3 separate regions of the Mus musculus genome follow, and regions 1 and 3 are each linked to region 2. Evidence: chromatin contacts called from public Hi-C and HiChIP or PLAC-seq data. All regions are on one chromosome and are shown on one strand. Each heading gives the region's core, a stretch centred on a gene start, on an enhancer-like site or on the middle of the called end of the contact. The rest is flanking DNA. Distances are from core to core; before and after follow the strand shown.

What was found. A called contact is a pair of places that touch in the nucleus more often than the background predicts. HiChIP or PLAC-seq counts read pairs in DNA pulled down with a chosen protein or histone mark.
Region 1: a Hi-C map of liver shows a contact between it and region 2, with 1.9 times the contacts expected there. The contact joins two enhancer-like sites. A contact is called at or near these places in 13 of 484 Hi-C or Micro-C datasets (the HPC-7 cell line, Th1 cells, cranial neural crest and 8 more) and 2 of 115 datasets of contacts at active chromatin or transcription factors (T-cell acute lymphoblastic leukemia and embryonic stem cells).
Region 3: an H3K27ac HiChIP or PLAC-seq map of thymic regulatory T cells shows a contact between it and region 2, with 5 times the contacts expected there. The contact joins two enhancer-like sites. A contact is called at or near these places in 2 of 484 Hi-C or Micro-C datasets (embryonic stem cells and trophoblast stem cells), 5 of 115 datasets of contacts at active chromatin or transcription factors (embryonic stem cells, extraembryonic endoderm stem cells, thymic regulatory T cells and 1 more) and 1 of 9 other capture datasets (embryonic stem cells).

Annotation. Positions count from the first base shown.
Region 1 is chr12:54,353,127-54,355,969 of GRCm38.p6, reverse strand. Gm35895 (a long non-coding RNA gene) reads right to left here. Exons shown (of 3, transcript XR_381605.3): 3 at 2,731-2,826. Among named protein-coding and RNA genes, the nearest start is that of Gm35895, 3.7 kb to the right of the region's middle. Within about 2 kb of position 1,564, at least 24 of the 459 cell types and tissues checked have an H3K27ac peak or open chromatin away from gene starts, as enhancers often do. A contact at or near this core is called in liver, where this site is marked.
Region 2 is chr12:54,567,332-54,570,150 of GRCm38.p6, reverse strand. No RefSeq gene overlaps it. Among named protein-coding and RNA genes, the nearest start is that of Gm40425, 19 kb to the right of the region's middle. Within about 2 kb of position 1,475, at least 59 of the 459 cell types and tissues checked have an H3K27ac peak or open chromatin away from gene starts, as enhancers often do. A contact at or near this core is called in liver and thymic regulatory T cells, where this site is marked.
Region 3 is chr12:54,315,844-54,318,545 of GRCm38.p6, reverse strand. No RefSeq gene overlaps it. Among named protein-coding and RNA genes, the nearest start is that of Gm35895, 34 kb to the left of the region's middle. Within about 2 kb of position 1,440, at least 95 of the 459 cell types and tissues checked have an H3K27ac peak or open chromatin away from gene starts, as enhancers often do. A contact at or near this core is called in thymic regulatory T cells, where this site is marked.

The sequences.
Region 1 (2,843 bases), core at 315-2,814, 210 kb after region 2:
TCTGCATTGTGACCAATTGTGACTGCTCTTGAGATTTTAAAATTCTCTAACTATTGTGGGCTTGAACTCCCTTTCAGGCACAGAGCTTACAAGCATCCTTTCCCATTCTAGAGATTTTCTTCATTTTGACAGTTGATGGCTTTTTGGGCAGACACCTTTTCGTATGGGATGGTTGAGTTTCTCCATGTGCCTCTGAACTCTTGTCCTTGTGTATTCTAATGTCCTGTGGCATTTCCTGTATGTTTTCTTCCATTTGAGTTGATTTTTGTAGCCTACATCTAGCAGTTCATCTTTTGCATGTAGATACCAGAGTCCCTCTGTACTATTTACTAGTTGAGATTTATTTTTATTTTATCTACGTGTGTGTGTGTGTCTATGTGTCTGTAAGAATGTGACTGTGTGCCCTCAGAGGCCTGGGGAGGATGTCAGATCCCCTGGAGCTGGAGTTACAGGTGGCTGAGAGCTGCCTCACATGGCTGCTGGGGATTAAACTCTGCTTCTCTCAAAGCGCAGCAAGTGCTCTTAACTGCCTGCCCTCAGGTCCAAGGACTGAAAACACTGGCTTTACTCTGTCTCTCCCTCTGCTAGCAGTGTAGTCTTGTTTACTTTCTCTATGGTCTCATCACTAGCTGGGAATGATTACAGCACATACCATATGCAGGCTTCTGCAAAGGGTAACTGAGCTTGCCACACAGGGCTTCAAGGAATAGCAGCAGTGGTTGTGAAGAGCTCAGGGCCTGGTGCCCATCAGCCTGAATGAACCCTGAATGAACTCATGTTTAACCACCATCATCCCAAGTGGGGCCAGGCATTTCACTTCCTTGCTTGGTATCCTTTTTTTTTTTAAAATGGGGAACATTTGGTTGTCATGAAAATGAGTAAGTTAATCTAATCTGTATAAAAGGTGATGCCTGTACTCAGCAAGTATTGTTGGCTGCAATTAGCATGATGGTCGATACAGCCCAGATTGAGTGTGGTCCACAACAGCCATGAAATGATATTTTCATTTTACTGGAAGCACAGACCAGAGACAGAAAGTGAAGGAGAGGTTTCACCGGGTTCAGCTCAGTGGATTTCAGGGTGTCTCTGAGGGCGGCTAAGCTTCGTCTGCTCCCACAGGTGTGGTCACGGTGCCATTGTTGCTCAGTCATCATACCTCAGCTTCTGGAATACCCACCCAAGACATTGTTCCACCCTCGCACACAGCACTCTCAAATGCATCCTGGCTGAGAAGTAGCTGTTACCCCAATCCTGGGAGCGGGAGCAGCGTGACTGACAGCTTGCTGGAACTGGGACTTCCTTTTTGCCCTGGGCTCTGGCTGTGAAACAGAGCACATGAAAATAATTTCCTTAAGGAAGTTGTCCTGGTAGACAATGCCTCTTTGTCTGCAGGTAAAAGATGCTGCGAGGCCTAAAGACTGTGTGGTCTGGGATCTGAACAGCTGGGCTGTCTTTCTGGCTTCTAGGGCCTGCTGGGACATTGCTTCTCCCAGAGTGCCCTTCCATGAAACCTTGTCCTGCTGGCTTTCACTTCTGCCGCTTGTGCAGAGGGACAAAGTGCATGATGGGTGGTAACTGAGAACTGAGGCCACGGCAGGGGAGATTCCGGGGCACCAGGGCAGTGGAGCTGCCTCCTAGAGTCCCTGAAGTCACACTCATGTTTAACCCCTGTGCACCTCTGCTCACAATATGAAGGTGACATTAACTGACTCCGGTGAATATCCTGAGACTAATTAAATCTTTGGGAAAGAGTTAAGGAAACGAAGCTGATGTCTTTGTTGACAAAGCTGCAGTACTTATCAAACCCCCAGGGTTTCAGGGCTCAAGGGCATGAGAGATCAGGTAGGAGGGCCGCATAATTCTTCCCGAAAGCTAGTTTCGACCTCCCCAGCCACCCCAAGGATTCTCCAAAGACCTGAGGGGTTTTCAAAAGCCGCTGCTCTCTTGAGCAGGTCTAAGGAAGTCAAGCGTTAGTCTTCCTGATTTACCCTTCTCCTGGGACCTTTCCAGTTCCGCTGACCTCCCAACCTCCCTTATATCATTCTTTGGCTTGACTTAATTCTCTTTTGGTTTTAAACAAAAAAGGAGTCAGCCATTGTTCCGTTGTTACCGTCCATCACAGCTGTCACCCAGGGAGCATGTGTGTGTGTGTGTGTGTGTGTGTGTGTGTGTGCTCTGCGTGCTGTGCATGTGTTTCCTGTGGAAGCTAAGTCTTCCAAGAGCCCACAGAAGGTCACCTTTCATCCCATGTACCCAGGCTGGCCTGGCAACACTGCAACCTACAAGCCATGGCAGCACCTAGCGCTAGCATTTTTTTGTACGGCACCTTTCTCCTCAGCGGGTTTCAAACCAACTGCTGCATGCTTGTCTCTCATGCTTCATGCGATGAACTAACTTCTCAGAGAAACTCACGCTGTTCCACGGAAAGCCAAAGATCAGGACTGTTAGTGAGATTAAGCCATCTCAGTCAAACTCTTGATTTTTGTAGGCAAAAATTCTAGTCAGCCACCAGAGGGTGCCCACAGAGTTCTCTAAAAATGACTAAAAACCATGAAAGATTGCAGGAGGAAACATTTCCAGTTTGTATAAGACCAAAACAAATAGAGCTTGCCCACCCCTGCCTTATGTGGAGAATGACAAAGCAGCCATGGAAAAAGCAGGGGCGGGGGCTTTGGGACTGAGGGAGCGTGAGAGAAATCACCTGGATTTGAGCTGAACTGAGTTGCTTCAGGATTTGAAATTGGCAATTGGAATAGCATTTTGTGTACCGGCCCAGGAAGCGGTTTCATTTCTAAGCAAAACTCTCCGCCATGACCATCCCCCCATCTGTGTGTACAAAAGAA
Region 2 (2,819 bases), core at 226-2,725:
GAGGGATGTTACTTACTGGCTTGCTTCCCCTGGCTTGCTCAGCCTGCTCTCTTATAGAACCAAGACTACCAGCCCAGAGATGGCACCACCCACAAGGGGATCTCCTCCCTTGATCACTAATTGAGAAAATGCCTTACAGCTGGATCTCATGGACGTATTTCCCCAACTGAAGCTCCTTTCTCTGTGATAACTCCAGCCTGTGTCAAGTTGACACAAAACTAGCCAGTACAGTCCATTTTCACCATGGTGAGAAGCATGGCAGCATGCAGGCAGACATGGTGCTGGAGAAGGAGCCGAGAGTTCTACATCAGGATCCACAGATAACAGGAAGAGAGAGTGACACGGCCTGGTTTGAGCATCTGAAATCTCAAAGCCCACCCCAGTGACACACTTCCTTTAGGCCATACCTACTCCAACAAGGCACACCCTCTAGTTAGTGCTCTTCTCTAGGAGCCTATGGGATCCATTTTCATTCAAACCACTACAGGCTTGAAACCTAGGACAAATGGCCAACTGAGGTATCTATTGAACACATCAAAGGACAATCAGGTTCTCCCAGCGTTCTTCAGTCCCTACCTGTTATAGGGTATGGATGTCATAGCCTGTCCCCTACCCTAAACTTCTGTAGCCCAGGGGCTGGGCTGCTCTTCCCTATATAATTCAGCCATTTTGGTTACTTGACCTTTACCCTCCAGGTCTCTTGATTTGGCTCTCTTCTCTCCTCCCCCTTCTCCTCACATGACTTGGCTCAGGGTCCTGTTCATTCTGGATGTTCACAGATATGTCTGCCTCTAGTTTTGTTGTGTCTCCTATCTATAATAAACCTTCCCATCTAATATGCCTAGGAACAGTCATGCCCTTTTTCATTTCTTGTTTTTTATTCAGGCAGTGTCTTTACCGTACCCCTCCTCCCATACACACAGGAGTGGAGTTAGGAAGAACCCATATGGCAGCTCAGCTTTGGACTCATTGGCAGCCTGTGATGGGCTGAACTTGGCTGCTCGAGGTTGGATTGAGGCATGGTGGTTTGTTACTTTTAAGATCTAGTTTTCAGTTTTCTGAGCTGATTTTAAACTTGCAAACCAAAACCAAAACCAAAACCAAACCAAACCAAAACAAACCCAAACAGCAGCAGCAGCAGCAGCAACAACAACAACAACAACAACAGAACCAAACAAAAATCTTAAACTCAAAGTACCGAGGCAATCTTAGGCCAACACTCTTGTACTTAGGGAACATTCCTGACAAATCCTTTTGTCTGGAAGCAAAGCTTCAAAGGGTTTGTGGCTTTTCAGCTCCTGAAAGACTGGTTGAGGCAAGCTGGAGTTTCCCTCTCTTATCTGTGTGATAAACTATCTTATCTCCACTTCCCCCTCCCTCCCTGCCTTGATCTGTGGTTTGTTGCTAAGCCACTGTTTGGGGCAGGTGAGGCTAAGAAACTCACATGGCCCCGATTGTACCCAGTTCCTAACAAAGACAGGTTTGAGCTGGTTCCAGGGAACAGCTTCTAGCTCTGGCGCATCCAGTGACTTTCTGCTGCTCTCTGGACAAAAGTTTTCACGTGGTCTCTGTTGGGGTTCAGGAATTGCCACATAAACTACTCAGACTCCAGTTTCAGTTAAACAAGGCTGGTTTATTGAATGCACTCCCCAAGACTGATCGATCAGGGTCATAGCTTAGCCTTGGGAGCTAAGATTGGACCATGAATATTTCCCAGGGCCAGCTTATATGGAAAAACCATAATGAACTCTCAACCCGTACAGGGATGGCTGCTGGGTGGTTGGCCTTTTTCCAAGAGTTTGTTTGTTTGTTTTTTAATAGTTAGGACATAACAGTTCAAACTGACCTCTCTTTTGATTGGTCCTGAGTGAGGTTATGGTTGTGGAACATAGGGTATGCGGTCAGCTTGACCCTGCTCTGAATCAAGCTATTTTTCTATGTCAGTATTACAGCAACAATATGAAATACCTGGCAGGCAGATTACAACAGCAGTATGGACTGACTGGCAGGCCTGGAACAAAATGGCTACAGCTATGTTGGGGAAGCAGGCTTCAACAGTCCCCAGCTGACTAAGGAGACAGGACTGGGTGTAACAAACGGCACGGGTGTGAAGGAACATTCTGTTGCTTGGATTCCCATGTGGAGAAATCACAAGGCTCACAGAAGTGTCATGGAGAAGTCAGTGTGCTCCAAGCTCTGCATTGGAATTTCAGCTCTCATAGTTGTGCCCCACACACTCTTTCAAGGTTTCCCTTCTAGTTAGCCATTGAATCCTACCATCCCATAATTTTAATTATTTATTTATTTATTTATTTATTTATATTTTATTTTATTATTTTTTTGCTGAAGCCAGATGTCCTGTTCCTCAGATCTGCCAGTTTGGATTTTCCATGTAAAGACTTATTAAGATTAGCATAGCTTGTCCTTCCTGCTCTCAGATTCTGTAGAAAGGAGCGTAGCGGGCTGGCTCAGAGTGTGGAGTCTAGGTTCAAGACTCTTCTGACACTGACAAGACCAGGGCATGTGGTGGAGCCTTGTAAGGGTGAAATGTGGTGACTCTGTGTGCATACTCTGTGTGCTTCCTGTGGCATAAATATAATGAATGCTAACTGTCTTAGTTTTTAAACACTCTCTAGTCACTCACTAAACATTTTGTTCTAGATTCTCACCAGCATTGGGTTCTGTGCCCTGGAGCTGACTACATTTTCCCTGATTTCACGTTCTATGAGAATCTGCAGACAGAACCACAGGAGTCACAGGGTGGGAGGGGAAAAAGCAGTCTGAAAGGCTATGCTTTGGGCTGATCAAGGGTGTCTGTC
Region 3 (2,702 bases), core at 191-2,690, 250 kb after region 2:
CCCAGGGTCACATTTTTTTGTGATAGGGCAATGTTAAAATGTAGGGCTGGGGGAAAGTTCAATGGTAGAGGACTTGCTTAGGATATGGGAAGCCCCGGGTTCATCCCTGCACTAAACACAAGATTAATGTGACGATTGCTCTGTGCACTGTGGCTTTATTTTTATATCGCTAGTACACAGGGGAAAAAATAAAATAGATTTTGTCCCTCTCTGTTATTGAAAATGTGGCTAGTTCTTTCAATTCTAGTGCTTAGGAAACTGGAGTGGGTGGAGTTACCAGGATTTTCATTGTTTAGAGGGGAATAGGGCATCCTACAAACATGGCCGTGCCTAATGGCCCTACCCTCATTTACACTGACAATCATGTAGATTCTAAGAGTAAACTTAAATTTAAGGTAGTTTTATATACATAAAAATAGCCCACATGGTATGGAAATTTCCCTATACCCTGCATGCAGTTTCTATTACTAAATCTTAGTTTTCATACTAATTAGCTATAAGCTACCATTGATGCATAATTATTAAAATCTCAACTATAATCAGGTGTCCTTGGTGTTTACCAAGTTTTCTTCTTCTTCTTCTTCTTCTTCTTCTTCTTCTTCTTCTTCTTCTTCTTCTTCTTCTTCTTCTTCTTCTTCTTCTTCTTCTTCTTTCTGAGGATCCTCTGTTTCCATTCACAGGTTCTGAGTGGACACACATTTTAGAGCAGATACCATTCAATTCCGTATTAGGTGAGGGCATTTCTTTTCTTTCTTTCTTTCTTTCTTTCTTTCTTTCTTTCTTTCTTTCTTTCTTTCTTTCTTTCTTCCTTTCTTCCTTCCTTCCTTTCTTTCTTTCTTTCTTTCTTTCTTTCTTTCTTTCTTTCTTTCTTTCTTTCTTTCAATGTGTCTGTTTATCTACTTTTATTTTTGCAACTCCCTTCCAACCGATAAAGTTTATTCTAGTTTGATAAGATAAAATACAACAAATCACACTTAGTGAAGAGTCAGTACTGTAGAAGTTACCGGTGCCAATCGTAGTACCTTGGGCTAGGAATCTTCCTACAAGCACTGCCAAATCACGTTGAAAATTCAGGAAGGAGTGTGGGCTGCTATGCCTGGGAAGTGCCCAGGTCAGAGTAGAGGGCGCCGCGCTCTGACTGCTTCTGGGATGAGCTACTAGCTTCCTGTATGTGGGGTTTCCCCTGGGCTACTTTAGACGCTGCAGCAGTGTGCCCTGTCCTGAACAAACGTGCTGGGAGCAGGGCAGCTTGGAAACTGGGCTGAGATACCTGCAGCTCCATCCCCACCCCAACCCCACCCACCGCTGGATAAACGCTCCCTGGGAGTCAAGACTGTTTTCTCAGGCTGTGAGGAACTGGGGGCCCATAGGGTAGTGATTTCTTTCACGACAGCCACACCCCAGGCTGGCCTTGATTAGTCACAGCACGTGCTTAACTCCGCCTCACTCTGTTCCCCTGATGTTCAGCACGTCCCACCATCCAGCGGTGCGGTGCGTGCTTACCCCTCCCTGGAGCTGGTTGGGTGGAACAAGATCCCCTGTAGCACGTTCCAATGGAGCAGCCGGGAGGCAGGTTTAAAGCTTGGGTTTTCAACACAACTGAGTAAAAAGTCCCTTCTGATAGGTGGAGGTAAGAGAGGGATTGTCTCAGGGGGTGGAAGGTGTCTAAAGCGAAGGAAGAGGGAGGAACAAGAGAGGCCAGTGAGAGAAAACAAAACATTGCTTTGTCTTGTTTCATATTCTGAGTATAGATGTAAACACACACACACACACACATGCACACGCACACGCACGTGATGTGAGAGCAGAAAGGAGACTATTTGTAGGGAGGAAGGGAACCATCTGGGGTAGGGGGCAGTTAGGGAGTCAAATATGAGCAAAGTGCAAAAATAAACATGTATGAAAATGTGAAGCCCATTATTTTGTGCATACAAACTTAAGAAAAAAACAACCGATAACTGGATCTTTAAGGGGGTAGTGGTGGTGATTTAAAAAAAAAAAAAAACAACTGTTTCTAGACCTGAAACTCTTAAAGAATGTCACAATCAAGTACAGTCTCTCAGATGACTGGTGACCGGCTTTCTTCGTTTCCACACAGCCGTTTAAAACCCTTTAGCAGGGTAAAAGGCAACCCAAGGGTAAGAAAAAATCTCTCCCAAATCGGCTCCATCCTGGACCCAAGGCCACGCCTTCCTGATCTACGTGCAGTCGCTGTTTGCTGGACTTCCTGTGTCCACTTCTGGGGACTTTGCTTCATCATCCCATCCCGTCCTGTCCCTTGACACGACTTTGGTTCCCATTTCATGGAAGGGACTAGAAACTCATTAACTAACGCCCCACGTCTTAGTTATTGGCACCCTAAGTCTAAGTCTGCGTGACCCCAGCCCTGGGGCTCGGCTCACTCCCTTGACTCTCAGAGGAAACAGCGCTGGAAGAAGTCTCTCTGCAGACAGGCCGAGAGCCATGGTCATCCTAGCTGTGAGCTGCTGTACTTTTTATTTCCCGTATCACCATTTTGTCAGTGTGCCACATTCAATAGCTCACCTGATTTTTTCACTACTATGTGTGCTTTACCCAAGACGTGTGCTCCAGGTCCACATCTTTATGCATTTGCCATACCACTTACCCTTGGATGTGCAATTATTTTTAACTAGAATATGCAGAAAAGTCCAAATGAAAAAAAAAAATAGTGATCACCCATA